Regions from separate parts of the Mus musculus genome. Here regions 1, 3 and 4 are each linked to region 2. Evidence: chromatin contacts called from public Hi-C data. All regions are on one chromosome and are shown on one strand. The core of a region is the stretch at or near the end of the contact, and the rest is flanking DNA. Distances in the headings are between cores, read along the strand shown.

Evidence for each region. Hi-C and Micro-C count contacts between places; a contact is called where the count stands out from the background.
Region 1: a Hi-C map of the N1E-115 cell line shows a contact between it and region 2, with 6 times the contacts expected there. The contact joins two enhancer-like sites. A contact is called at or near these places in 1 of 15 datasets of contacts at CTCF or cohesin (the NIH/3T3 cell line), 2 of 484 Hi-C or Micro-C datasets (the N1E-115 cell line and embryonic fibroblasts) and 1 of 115 datasets of contacts at active chromatin or transcription factors (embryonic basal ganglia).
Region 3: a Hi-C map of the N1E-115 cell line shows a contact between it and region 2, with 4 times the contacts expected there. The contact joins two enhancer-like sites. A contact is called at or near these places in 3 of 484 Hi-C or Micro-C datasets (the AML12 cell line, the N1E-115 cell line and bone marrow-derived macrophages).
Region 4: a Hi-C map of the N1E-115 cell line shows a contact between it and region 2, with 6 times the contacts expected there. The contact joins two enhancer-like sites. A contact is called at or near these places in 3 of 484 Hi-C or Micro-C datasets (the G1E-ER4 cell line, the N1E-115 cell line and embryonic fibroblasts).

The regions. Positions count from the first base shown.
Region 1 is chr19:56,132,975-56,135,715 of GRCm38.p6, forward strand. No RefSeq gene overlaps it. Among named protein-coding and RNA genes, the nearest start is that of Gm31965, 21 kb to the right of the region's middle. Within about 2 kb of position 1,332, at least 44 of the 459 cell types and tissues checked have an H3K27ac peak or open chromatin away from gene starts, as enhancers often do. A contact at or near this core is called in the N1E-115 cell line, where this site is marked.
Region 2 is chr19:55,773,077-55,776,059 of GRCm38.p6, forward strand. The region is part of intron 4 of Tcf7l2 (transcription factor 7 like 2, T cell specific, HMG box); the gene reads left to right. Among named protein-coding and RNA genes, the nearest start is that of Gm31734, 31 kb to the left of the region's middle. Within about 2 kb of position 1,490, at least 49 of the 459 cell types and tissues checked have an H3K27ac peak or open chromatin away from gene starts, as enhancers often do. A contact at or near this core is called in the N1E-115 cell line, where this site is marked.
Region 3 is chr19:56,201,249-56,203,999 of GRCm38.p6, forward strand. No RefSeq gene overlaps it. Among named protein-coding and RNA genes, the nearest start is that of Gm32028, 25 kb to the left of the region's middle. Within about 2 kb of position 1,408, at least 28 of the 459 cell types and tissues checked have an H3K27ac peak or open chromatin away from gene starts, as enhancers often do. A contact at or near this core is called in the N1E-115 cell line, where this site is marked.
Region 4 is chr19:55,340,298-55,343,019 of GRCm38.p6, forward strand. All of the region lies in intron 3 of Vti1a (vesicle transport through interaction with t-SNAREs 1A), which reads left to right. Among named protein-coding and RNA genes, the nearest start is that of Vti1a, 26 kb to the left of the region's middle. Within about 2 kb of position 1,269, at least 16 of the 459 cell types and tissues checked have an H3K27ac peak or open chromatin away from gene starts, as enhancers often do. A contact at or near this core is called in the N1E-115 cell line, where this site is marked.

The DNA.
Region 1 (2,741 bases), core at 82-2,581, 360 kb after region 2:
GGAACAGCTCAGAATTTGAGCTTCTGGTGTTTTGTGAGCTACTTGGTCTGGTTTGCTTTATCCAGGAGTGCTTCTAGATTTTAAAGCATCCTTGCTTGTTGCAAAGATAAATAAATAAACATCCAGGCATTCAGGGAGAGTTTGACTTCACTTTCTCTTTTCCTCATTAGCGTCTGTTTGGATCTCCTCCTTGCCCCTTCGAAGCTTTTCTGCTGGAAGCTGATGCTTTTTAGAAGAGAAGGAAACGCAAAACAAACAGGAGTTTAGAAGCAAGCATCCTTGCACCTTGGGTTGGGTGGGGCTTCCTGTGAATGTATTTAGAAAGGAACACAAGTCTTTCTTAGCCAGCATTTATGAGGCCCTACCACTGGGGCCACTGGTAATGAGAAAGAGGCATGGCTTTGATTTACTATTGTCGTTTAAATAGATTTAAATCCACTGAAATGGTTTTGTTCCAATTCTTCTATCCATTTTTTCTCAGTTCACCGACTTCTCAAAAAAGCCTTTCCCAGTGTTCCTGACAGTTCCCTGCTCTGCAGAGGCGACTGGGTGAGAAAGTTTTGTGCTTTTTTTTTTTTTTTTTTTTTTTTTTCTTTGTCTTGCTTTTCCACTCCTGCAACCCTCTGAGGCCCCAGGGAAATCCTTAGTGTGCACTTGGCCAGTATGGACCGATATAAATAAAATACAAATCAAAGGCATCGTTTCGCTGGCTCCTTTAGGTTTCTAAGGCAGAAAAAAACGTTCTGATCACTGAAGCCATTTCAGGGCCCGAAATTAGAAAGTAATAAAAAATATCACACTCTCCCTGGTGGGCAGTGCATTTAATTGGCTCCCCAGCAGGGGTCCAGCTCTTGAGTCAGAAGTGCTTACTGTGTGGATCCCTGCTTTGGAAGGACTACATGCAAACACTACCAAACAAGTTTTTTTTTTTTTTTTTTTTTTTTTTAAATCAGCAAATGAAAACAGGAACACCAAAGGGAAATTCAGAGATGGCTGGAGAAGTGCTGTAGAGCGCAAAGGAAGAAAGATGCACGTATTCTGAATTTATTTAAAAATTACCTACATGGGATAAGAGGGTAACTTTATATGTTTAAGTCCTTTGGGATCCTCCCTATGACCCCATTTGGAATCTTTTAAACTCTAGCAACATGATGTTTTTACATAGAAAATCGACCACGTTCGAACACTTCTGGATGTTTGAGGTTTGCCTTTTAAAAGCTGATTTTTGGGTCACTCCTAGCCTAAGCAGGACACTCTTGACGCTAGAGGAGGGATCTGGACGCCCGGAAGGGTTAGGATGGTCCCCAGCTTCCAACGACTGCAGACCTTACAGCCTGGTGCTGTGCTGCCACCTTCTGTCCCAGCTACTGCGGCGAGAGGCAGCTCCGCTCTGAGCTGGTTCCTTGAGCTTTCAGTGAGGCAGGTTCCATGGATCCTGCCTGTTCCCAAAGCTGAAATGTCGGCTCCAGGCCTGGGGTTTGGCTTCTTGTAATGGCCGCTTTCAGAACAAATATTCAGCTTGCCTCCTTTCTCTGCCTCTTCCTTCCCGCCCCGTTCCAGATCTGGAAGTTTCCACAGGTAGGAGAAATGGAGATGAAAGGGAAAGAAAGGCAAGGCTTTTTTTGCTTCAAACGCTGCAGATGCCTGTCTATATCATTGAGCTGAGTGAGATGGAGGAGCAAGGAAGGGGCCTTGACAGGCAGGGCCAGATCTAGCGCCCCGGGAGAGGTATTCCCAGGAATGAGCCATTGGTTGAGATATTTAAAACTTAAGTGGACAAAACATTAGACCCTTCCCCACAGGGAACAAGGCTACAGTGGCTCTAGGGACCTAACCCTGGTGAGCACAAAGCCCTTCCCAACTCTACTTTTTTTTTTTTTTTTTTTTATGATTTCTCAATTGACTTCCCATTCTATAAAAAGTATTATGTTTCTGCTGAAAAAATCCAACGGCTCTGACATTCGGTCTGAGGTCAGGCTGGCTTCAACACAGTTTCATTTCTGTGGAGCATTAAAATGCCCCTGTATCTACTTTCTTTGAGCAAAGGGCAAGTGAATTCACATAATTAAACCTATAAATACATATTTTAGACAGGAGATTGGGGGGATCCTTCCTTGACTACCGGCCAAAGCATGATGCTCAGAGTACCTGGGACCTGCCAGGGGGTCCTTGGCAAACCCCCAGCCACTCCTGACCCACCAGTTTTAATTTGCTTGTCTCACTGGTCAGGGTGGCGGTATCCAATGTCCATTTTGAAGCTCAGGGCAAGACTGTGAGGCCGGAAGAGTTAACTTAGTTTGCCTTCCTTGCCACAGTTCCCTGGGTAGATTTTATGTTCTATACTAGATAGCAAAAGACAAAGAGAGCGGGGAAGAGGCGACATATGTCACCTTGCTTAGAGGATCTTCTCTGGGGTGGCTTGGTTCTGCTATGAAGCTGATCACAAGGTGCCCATTAATTGCCAGGAATTGAGTTTGGACCCAGTGGGGCAAAGTGGAATAAGCCCATTAGGAGAAATCTCTCCAGAACTTTGAACTGTTCTCAGGGAAAAGTTTAAAATCCCACACTCTTTAAGACATCACGTGACTTGGCCCCATCCTATGCCTGCCCTCGAGGCTCTGAGGCTCCTGAAGGCTGGGCCTCCTCTCCTATCCTTGGGAACTAAGTATTGTATTCTTCAGAGCCTGCCTGTGTGCTCAGCCCAAATCCACGGAGCCTCCTCCCCAGCCCTCTCACCTCAT
Region 2 (2,983 bases), core at 240-2,739:
TAAAAGCTTTCCTGTGGGCCTACAAGTGTAGCTCATTGGGCTAGTACCTGTTCTACATATATATGGAAGGACCTGGGTTTGATCTCAGAACCATGAAAGTGAAAGTCTTTTGTTGTGGAAAGGAGGGATGTGACCAGAGCCCTCTACTGACTGCAGCTCACAGCCAGTTAGATACTTCACTGCTCTGTGGATGAGTTTAGCCATAGTGCAGTTTCATTTAGGGTTAAATGAGACAGCATTCAAGCATCCTGGATGTAGGGGCCAGCACCAAGCAACAGTGGTTACTGTTGTCTGCAGGGAGCAGCACTGTACTCCGGGTCACAGAGCAGCTTGGGTTCCTTGGCTCATTCTTCCTTTCGCAAAGTAGATAGACTATATAGTGGACTTTCCTATGTCTTCTCACTCCATCTTTTATGGGTACCTTTCTTCTGCTTCTCAGAGCCATCAGGGGTGAATTCTGCCCAAATAAACAGATTTCAAAACAGGGCTTTGAATTAAACTTCAGACTCATTCTATTGAATGAAGCAAATTCACTTATTACTACGAATTTAACTCCCGTTGGAGCCAGTATGTATGTGTAAACACATACATCGATCTCTTTCTTCTTTCTCTTGTATTACTACGAGGATCAGTTTCTTCTGGCTAAATTCCAGGAACAACATGCCTGTCTTGTTTCATCGTTGAGGGAAAACAGTCTGAAGGCACCATAATTCCTTAAATTGGATTTCAATTCTTGATCCCCTTATAGTCAGTAAACAGAGTGTTCTATGAAGCACTGTTTAGAAGCAAGACACTGTCGGCTTTGCTGTGTGCAGTGTTGGAGCTCTGTGGGCTGAGGCTAGGAGTGGGGGTTTGGAGGTGGGGGTGACCCTCGGGAGCGAATGCCTCCTGATGTAGGCCTATGTTGAGGGCATTAATCACTTCAGAAAAAACGCTGGCATAAGTTGGGAAGGTTGTCTGTTAGTGATCTGTCTGGAGTTCAGCATGCAAGGTGTGTGTGCGTGTGCATTTGCGTGTGCATGCTTGTGTGTGTGTGTGTGTGTGTGTGTGTGTGTGTGTGTGTGTGTGTGTGTGTGAGTGTGTGTGCCATCTGTCTGTCTGTCTTGTTAACTCTATTAGTGCCATGGCAGCTTCTGCATTGCCACTTGAAAGCCTTGAAATTCCTATATTCAAATCAAAGGCACCCTGAAGCCCAGATAAAGGCGACAGTGTGATCTTCAAAGATGAAGGACTAAGGCAGCAGTGGGGGATAGTTTTCTGGGTAATTCTGCCTCCCCACCCATTTTTAGAAACAGTGAGAGTGTGGCTGCTCCTTCTCATCTGTTTTGTGGGTATATGGGCTCTGGTCGAGCCCTCAGCTGTTTGTGGATAAGGAGGTGGATGACTCAAAGCAAGCAAAATGGAAATGCGTTGGCCAGATCTGCAATTGCTCCTGGGAGTAGGCTCTGCCTTCCTCTCTCCTTTCCTCCCTTCTTTCTCTGAGCTGCTTTCATTTGAGAGCGCTGGCTTGGCACCCACTCACCCAAGAACTGATTAGTTCCTGAAAGCAGAGGACCAATCGCTCACAGAAATGATGTCAGCTTTGCTCTGGGGTACATCAACTTGGATTTCTCATGCTTTATCTTATAAAGCCTAAATTAACAGCTGGTTTGGTTTGAGTTCTCCGGGATCTGACTAAGGGATTAGAGTCCATTCTCAAGTGAGTCAATCTAGTTTAATTTATTTCAGGTCTATCAAAAAAGATCAATCAAAGCTCTTTTGAAAGTAAAGCTATAATCGGCCTGCACACTTATAAGTCACTGCTGTTGTAGCACTCGGTTGAAAAAAACTGCTCAGGCTGTGTCTTAAGATGATGTACCCCCCCCCCCTTCCTTCTGGCCTCTATACTCCCCTGGAAGGTTTTGAGGAAGTGTCATTTTGAGAACTTTGCTGAGATGGTCGCTCTGCCTCCCGCTGCTTCCTTTTCTTGGGCAACGCAAAGTTCCTGGTTTGTAGATTTCTAGTTGGATGTGATTTAATACCCGGAGGTGAACAAGTCCAGCCTGTTTCATGTCTGTGGCTTTGCTCCTGGGCTTGGAGAGATTGGTGGGTAAAGACACACGTTGAATTCTTTCTCCAAAACATCTTGAGAGATGAATTACTCTTGTACTTTGCAAGGCTTAAGGTAGAAGCGTATTCTGTAGAGGTTGATCTTGACTTTGTGAGCTGGGAACTACAGATTGATCATTGTTTTTGCAGTGCAGTTAAAAAAAAAAAAGGCAGAGAACTGTTCTAGATGCACACGATATACCCAGAGAGATGTGGAGCTTAAGGAGGCAGGTGACTGTGAGCTGGACCTGAGCCAGGCAGACCTGTCTGTCAGCCCTGGCTATACAGTGTGGGACCGTACCTCAGCTCGAGCTGGCACCCCAATTTCTGTTTCCTCGTCTATAAAACTGGTTCAATAAAATGATCTCTCTCAAGTGGTTATTGCCCAAATGAAATAATACTATAATTTTTCCTTTTATCTTTCTTATAAAATAAAGCTACTTACAGACAGCTTTAAGGAACTTGAATCCTTTCTGAAATTATATTCTCTCTCTTTCTCTCTCTCTCTCTCTCTCTCTCTCTCTCTCTGTGTCTCTCTGTGAGTATATGTATGTGACTCTCTCTCTCTGAGTGTATGTGTGTGTGAATGTGAGTGTATGTGTGTGTGAATATATGTGTATATGTGTGTGAGTGTGTGTATGTGCCACGTGTGAAGCCCCCCACTAGCAAGAACTATTTATCAGCTCAGTGGTTAAGAGCACTGGCTGACTGGATTCCCAGCACCCATGTGGCAGCTCACAACTGTGAAACTTTAGACCCAGGGAATCCGCTACCCTCTGCTGGCTGCTGCTACCAGCCATGCATGTAGTGCATGCACCAATAGAAAATAAATTAAAAATTAAAAAAAGAGGAATATTTGTTTAGGCCTGTTATGTGTCAGCTGTGCCTTGCTTGT
Region 3 (2,751 bases), core at 158-2,657, 430 kb after region 2:
TCATCTAGCCTATGATAAATTCACATAACCTATTTGCTCTTTAATTGCTTCCAATAACACACACAACATCTCAGAAAACAGACGCAGAGGCTCAGCTAGAAGGTGATGGAGGCTTCTAGAGTCCCAGTCATCACCCTACAAGACCCTTCGCAACAAAGTTTCATGAACTTGGCCTCCAGCGGCACATCCGAGATGCAGATTCCATGATGGAAGAGCTTTACTCTGTTTCCCTGGAGACTCTGGCTCAAAAGTTGCCAAATGAATGTTGATTTACAAGCGAGTAAGTGAGTAAGCTGTCCAGGATACACACCAAGAAGGGTTGCCTTGACAAAACTGCCTGTTAGGCTGTTAGATCCTGGTGTTGGAGGTTGGAAGAGCAGGGCTTCTGGCCTTGATGCCAGACAGTTGATGGAGCCCTCAGTGCCCAGACTGAGGCTCAAAGGCTGTGCTTCCTAATGCACCCCAGAGTTCCTTAGCTTTGTACAACAGCTGGCCAAAAGGCAGTTTCTTTAAAAAACTAAGTCAATCCAATGTAGGGTCCACATGGCCACTGAGTTGATGTTGTTGAGAGAGCTGGACTGTGGATATCCAGCCCTTCAAGCAGATGTTCTGGTTGGACCTCTTAATACTTCTTAATGCAGGGAAGACAGGTCAGGCCAAGGCAGCCCTGTGCCCTGCAGGCTGGCCCCCTGAGCACTGAGAAGATTCAGAAATGCTGCCATCTTGTGGCACCTCCAGGCCAGAGCAAGGTGGTCCCCAGCTCCATCCTTTAGCAAATCAAGCCCAGGTCTCTCTCTCTCTCTCTCTCTCTCTCTCTCTCTCTCTCTCTCTCTCTCTCTCTCTCTCTCTCTGTTCCTCTCCCATCTTTCCCCAGCTGGACATCAGCAGAGGAAAATTTGTGTGAACACAGTTTTGAATCTTTTACATTTATTTCCTGAAAAGAACACAAGAAAACCCTCTTTTAATTCTTAGGACTCTTCTGACAGCATGCTCTGTCAAAGTCTGCCAAGGAGAGGCTCTCACATCTAGGGCAACATCTTGGACCCAGCTCAGGAAAAAAGCAACAGAACCCAAACATGCCTACAGATCAGCCTGTCCTGATGAGGACTTGAGGCTCTAAGAATTCCAGATTGGACATGAGAATTCCTCTCAGCCTCTGAAAGCTTTGATCACAAACTGGATAATACCACACTAAAATATTGATCTGAAATGATTGTACCTGTTGGTTAGGGAGTCCAGATTGTGGTCCCTTGGGTTTCTAGATGGAGCTGGCACTTGATATGCCCAAGGAGACTGCATTGTGACAACATAACATTCGGATGCTTGTTCATCCTCAGCCTCTGGGTGTCTGCAGCATTCTAAATAAACAAAGTCCAGACAGGCGATCTGTCAGTGTGACTCAGGGCTGCAGGGTTGCACACTCGCAATCACAGAGCCATGAATGAGCAGGTCTGCCCACCCACTCCTGCTCTGCCCGCCCATGGAGGCTGCCTTGGGTAAAACCATCAAGGTGTGGAAATTGAACTTGGTACACACAGTCTCAACCCCCACCCCCACTCCCCAGCTCTCCTAGAAGTTATAGATCCACAGGGACCAGGTCTCTAAAGGAAGGGGTTGGGAAACAGGATGATAAATTATGACAGAAACAGAAAACTGGAAAGCCGGACGTGATTGTGTCATCTGTAATCCCAGCATGAATGCTGCTGAAGCAAGAGGACTGGCGCCAGTCCGAGGCCAGCCTGGGCTACAGACTGAGACTGCTTCCAAAAGAGAATGGGAAATGCTGTGAATATTACTGGAGGGAAAGAATAGGAAGGAGGGAGAAAAAGAAAAGGAAAAAGAAACCCAGATTGGACCCTGTGAGGGCCTTCTGCGCACTGAACTGAAAATATGAGCATTTGAGCTTAGGGGCAAGGGACAATTCATCCAAACGCTTGCTAGTCTACCCAGCGAAATAATCAGATTGAACCTGACAACCACAGTTATGTAACACAAAAGAGAGCCTGGGACTAAGAAAAATGGGGTATCAAACTGCTTACTTAGTTTCCCCCGGGGGTCAACAGCAGGGTCCAAGAACTCTACTTCTTTAGGCATGAAGCAGATGCTAGATACAAAAATTAGAGACCTCTCCTGAAACATTGCCCCAGGCCTGCTGGGCCCATAGCTCAAAAAGGGAGAAACTCAAAAGGGTGCCCGGTCCCGAGTGTCAGAGCGGGGTCCACAGCGCACATGTAGCTGGTCCGGGGCTTCCTGTGGTTAGCTCTGGAGTTTATATAGGCTGTCTGTTTCTCCCATCCCCATATCCCCAGGAAGAACACTACATCTTCCAGGAAAGCCGGCTGTGGGTTACGGAACATCCTTCCGGAAGATAGAATGAAGCAGCTAGTACTAGAGGACAGGAGTAAAGAGAATGAACACCCTCCTCCAGACACAGCTCCTCCCACTCCGGTTGTGGTTAGATTGACCAATGACTTTGCGCAGAAATGACCCATGTGCCTTTCACATCTGAAGCTAGACATCCGAAATTCTTTCCTCGGCTGTTTGAAATTCGGACTATTTGATATGATGGTAGCTCCATCAGTCTACTTGGCTCCATGATTCCCGCTACCAATATGGGATGGACTTGGAGTATGTCCACAAATAAAAACCGAGAAAAAGCGTTATGTTTCTTAGGGTGTGTTCCCGCACTGGGAAGCTGTTGTTTCGTTAGCACGACTTAGTCTGTCTTGGCTGGTACAATGGACTTGGTTC
Region 4 (2,722 bases), core at 19-2,518, 430 kb before region 2:
GACCTGGAACCCAGAGTCAGTGCACTATAGTGTCTTCATGTGAACACTGCATTTTAAAAGCTGCTATTTCAAATGCATCGGGCCAGGCTTACATTTTCTTAAAGGAAACACAGGACTCTCTGTATATGTACATATGCTTGTGCTATTTCTGGATTCAGGACAAATAATGTATACTATACACAGGTGCATGCATGAGAACACATACAGTGCACACACTTTTTTTCTACTCTGTGAAGTCTTGAAAGATGGATTGTAACTTAATTTTGTAAAAGAATTGTAAAGAAATTGCTAGTAATCTCTAATCAGAGAAACAGAAGTACGGATGTGATGGATAAATGGGATTCCGTTATGGCCAACATCTTCATTGATCTTAACAGAATTGCTCTTTGCCTCCTGTGTCTGTTTTCTCTTGGCAGAAAGCCGAGTGAATTTGGAATAGAAAGAAAGGGAAAATCCACTTGGTTCCAAATGATGATGCTGTGCACCGGCGTGGGGAACGTTACCTACAAGCCAGCAGCAGAATTGCTGGATGCTTGCTTGCTTCTTCTTTAGGGAACAACTGAAAGTCCTCTGTGTAGCCAGGTCAGAACATCTTTAACTTTACACTACCCAGAGCTTAGGATAGCAATTTAAATCATCAGATTCTCAATCTTTTCAACACTGTAGCCCTTCAATACAGTTCTCCATGCAGTGGTTTTCGATGATATTTCATATCTGTAATTACTGTATTGAATCGTCATGTAAATATCTGTGTTTTCCATTGGTCTTAGGAGACCCCTGTGAAAGGGTCCCCAAATGTGTCTTACCACGAAAGTTGAGAAATCATTGACAGAGTAGTTAAAATTTTAAACTGAAAAATTTTAAACTATTTCTGAGTAGAATTTAGTCCACAATACTCAGGTTGGAAAGAAATAGTATCATGTGTCTTAAACAAATGCTGTTTTTAGTTTGATAACACATTAATAATTTTCCTAATTTGGAAACATACTATATTCATTTAAGTGTTTTCCTTACTTTGTTGTCATAGAGATATTTTCTAGAAAGTCTTATCATTTCCAAGAATTCTTTATCTTTAAACTGACCGCTTTTGAGTTGTTTGTTATACCCTGAGGTAGATCCTACAGAAGTATGTAGAAAGTCAGAAAGACACACTTGGGGGTGTGGGGATCATTGCTAGTATATTTCCTACCTGAAAGGGTTTCCTGTCTTCTGGCAGTGTTCAGAAACTGTCAGAAAGCAAAGCCGGGCTTTCTGACTGAAGTGAAGTGGGAAGTGGCCATAGATGGCAGTGTGGCTCACACTGATGTTAAAATACACCGTGGTGTGGCATTTTCATAGAGAAATTTCCAAGACCAAATCCATCCAAGGATATTCTCTTTGCATTAAAAGTTGACTTTTCTCCCTGAGCAGTTTATAAATATAGCATAGTCAGAAGTGTGCCCTGCATCTCAGAGCATCTTCCTGAGCACAAGGCTGCTAGAAGCTGGCTGCCTGGTGCTCTGGATGGGGTCTTTGGAAACTGGATTTGCTTTTCACACTGTCTCTGCAAAACCTCTTTCCATAGGTAACATCTCAAATTCTGAACTAAAGTGTAGCGTCCTTCTGCATCCTCCTTACCCAGCCAGCAAATCAAGACATTTTGTCTTTTCCAGTTCTGTCATGAATGGGGCCCGGCAACTGTTACAGGCAAGTGGCAAGAGGTGCCAATCATAGGTGGGAGAATTGAGGAACACAGTAGGACTCTGTGCAGGGGCCTTAGAGAAGAGGATAGCGTTCATAGAGTGAGCATGCCATAACCCCAGCCTGGGGTGCCGGTGTGTCGGTGTATGTTTGGCAGCCTGCCTGCTCTTGCTCTAGCTCATGTTTCCTGGGCCTCATGGGATCCATGCAGCTTTAAGAATTTTCTCCAAGTATGGATGGGTGTTGTCATTAGGTACAAATTTGCCTAAAGAATTTTATCAGTTCTCAAAAAAAAAAAAAAAGGTATAAAGACTCAGTCTCCCTCAGCACCACTGTCACGTGCAGATGGACAGTCAGACCTACCTGGTGGGGAAGGCTAGCTCAGCTGTTGGCTTGTACTCTGTCCTGTAAACTGGATATTGAATGCATTCCTGCCTGGGTGCCTAATGCTTTGGTAGGTCTAGGATGGTTCTCTTTCAGGGCAGAAAGAGGCATGATCGATTGATCTCTCTCTCTCTCTCTCTCTCTCTCTCTCTCACCTGTAGTAATAGACATTCTCTTGAGTTTAGCTCCTCAACCTCAGGCCTGTTGAGACTTTGAGTCGACCGTTCTTTCTGGAGGGCGGTGCTGTGCTGTGCCGTGTGCAGTGTTTACCAATACCCAAGTCTCTGCCAGCAGGCAACCTTTGCCTGCAGTTGTGACCAGCAGAAGAAGGACCGTGGATATTCCGGATGTTTCTTAGTGGGCTTTAAAGTATGAAGTCCTCCCTCTCTGTAGCATCTATCTATGACTCTCTTAGAGCCAGGCTATAGAGTTGAAAGATAACCCTTAACCAGCCTGTGTTTATTTCATACAAGCCGTGAGCCACGAGAGGCAGTGTGACACTGTGGACGGACACTGGCGTTCTGGCTGTGAATCAGCTGAGTGCTGCTGGGCACTTCACTGTCCCTCTGTGTCTTCAGCTCAGATGCAGGGCCAATCTCCATGCTCTGTAAGGGCAGCGAGCTCCATGCCTAACAGTGCCGACAGTGGAGTGCTTGGT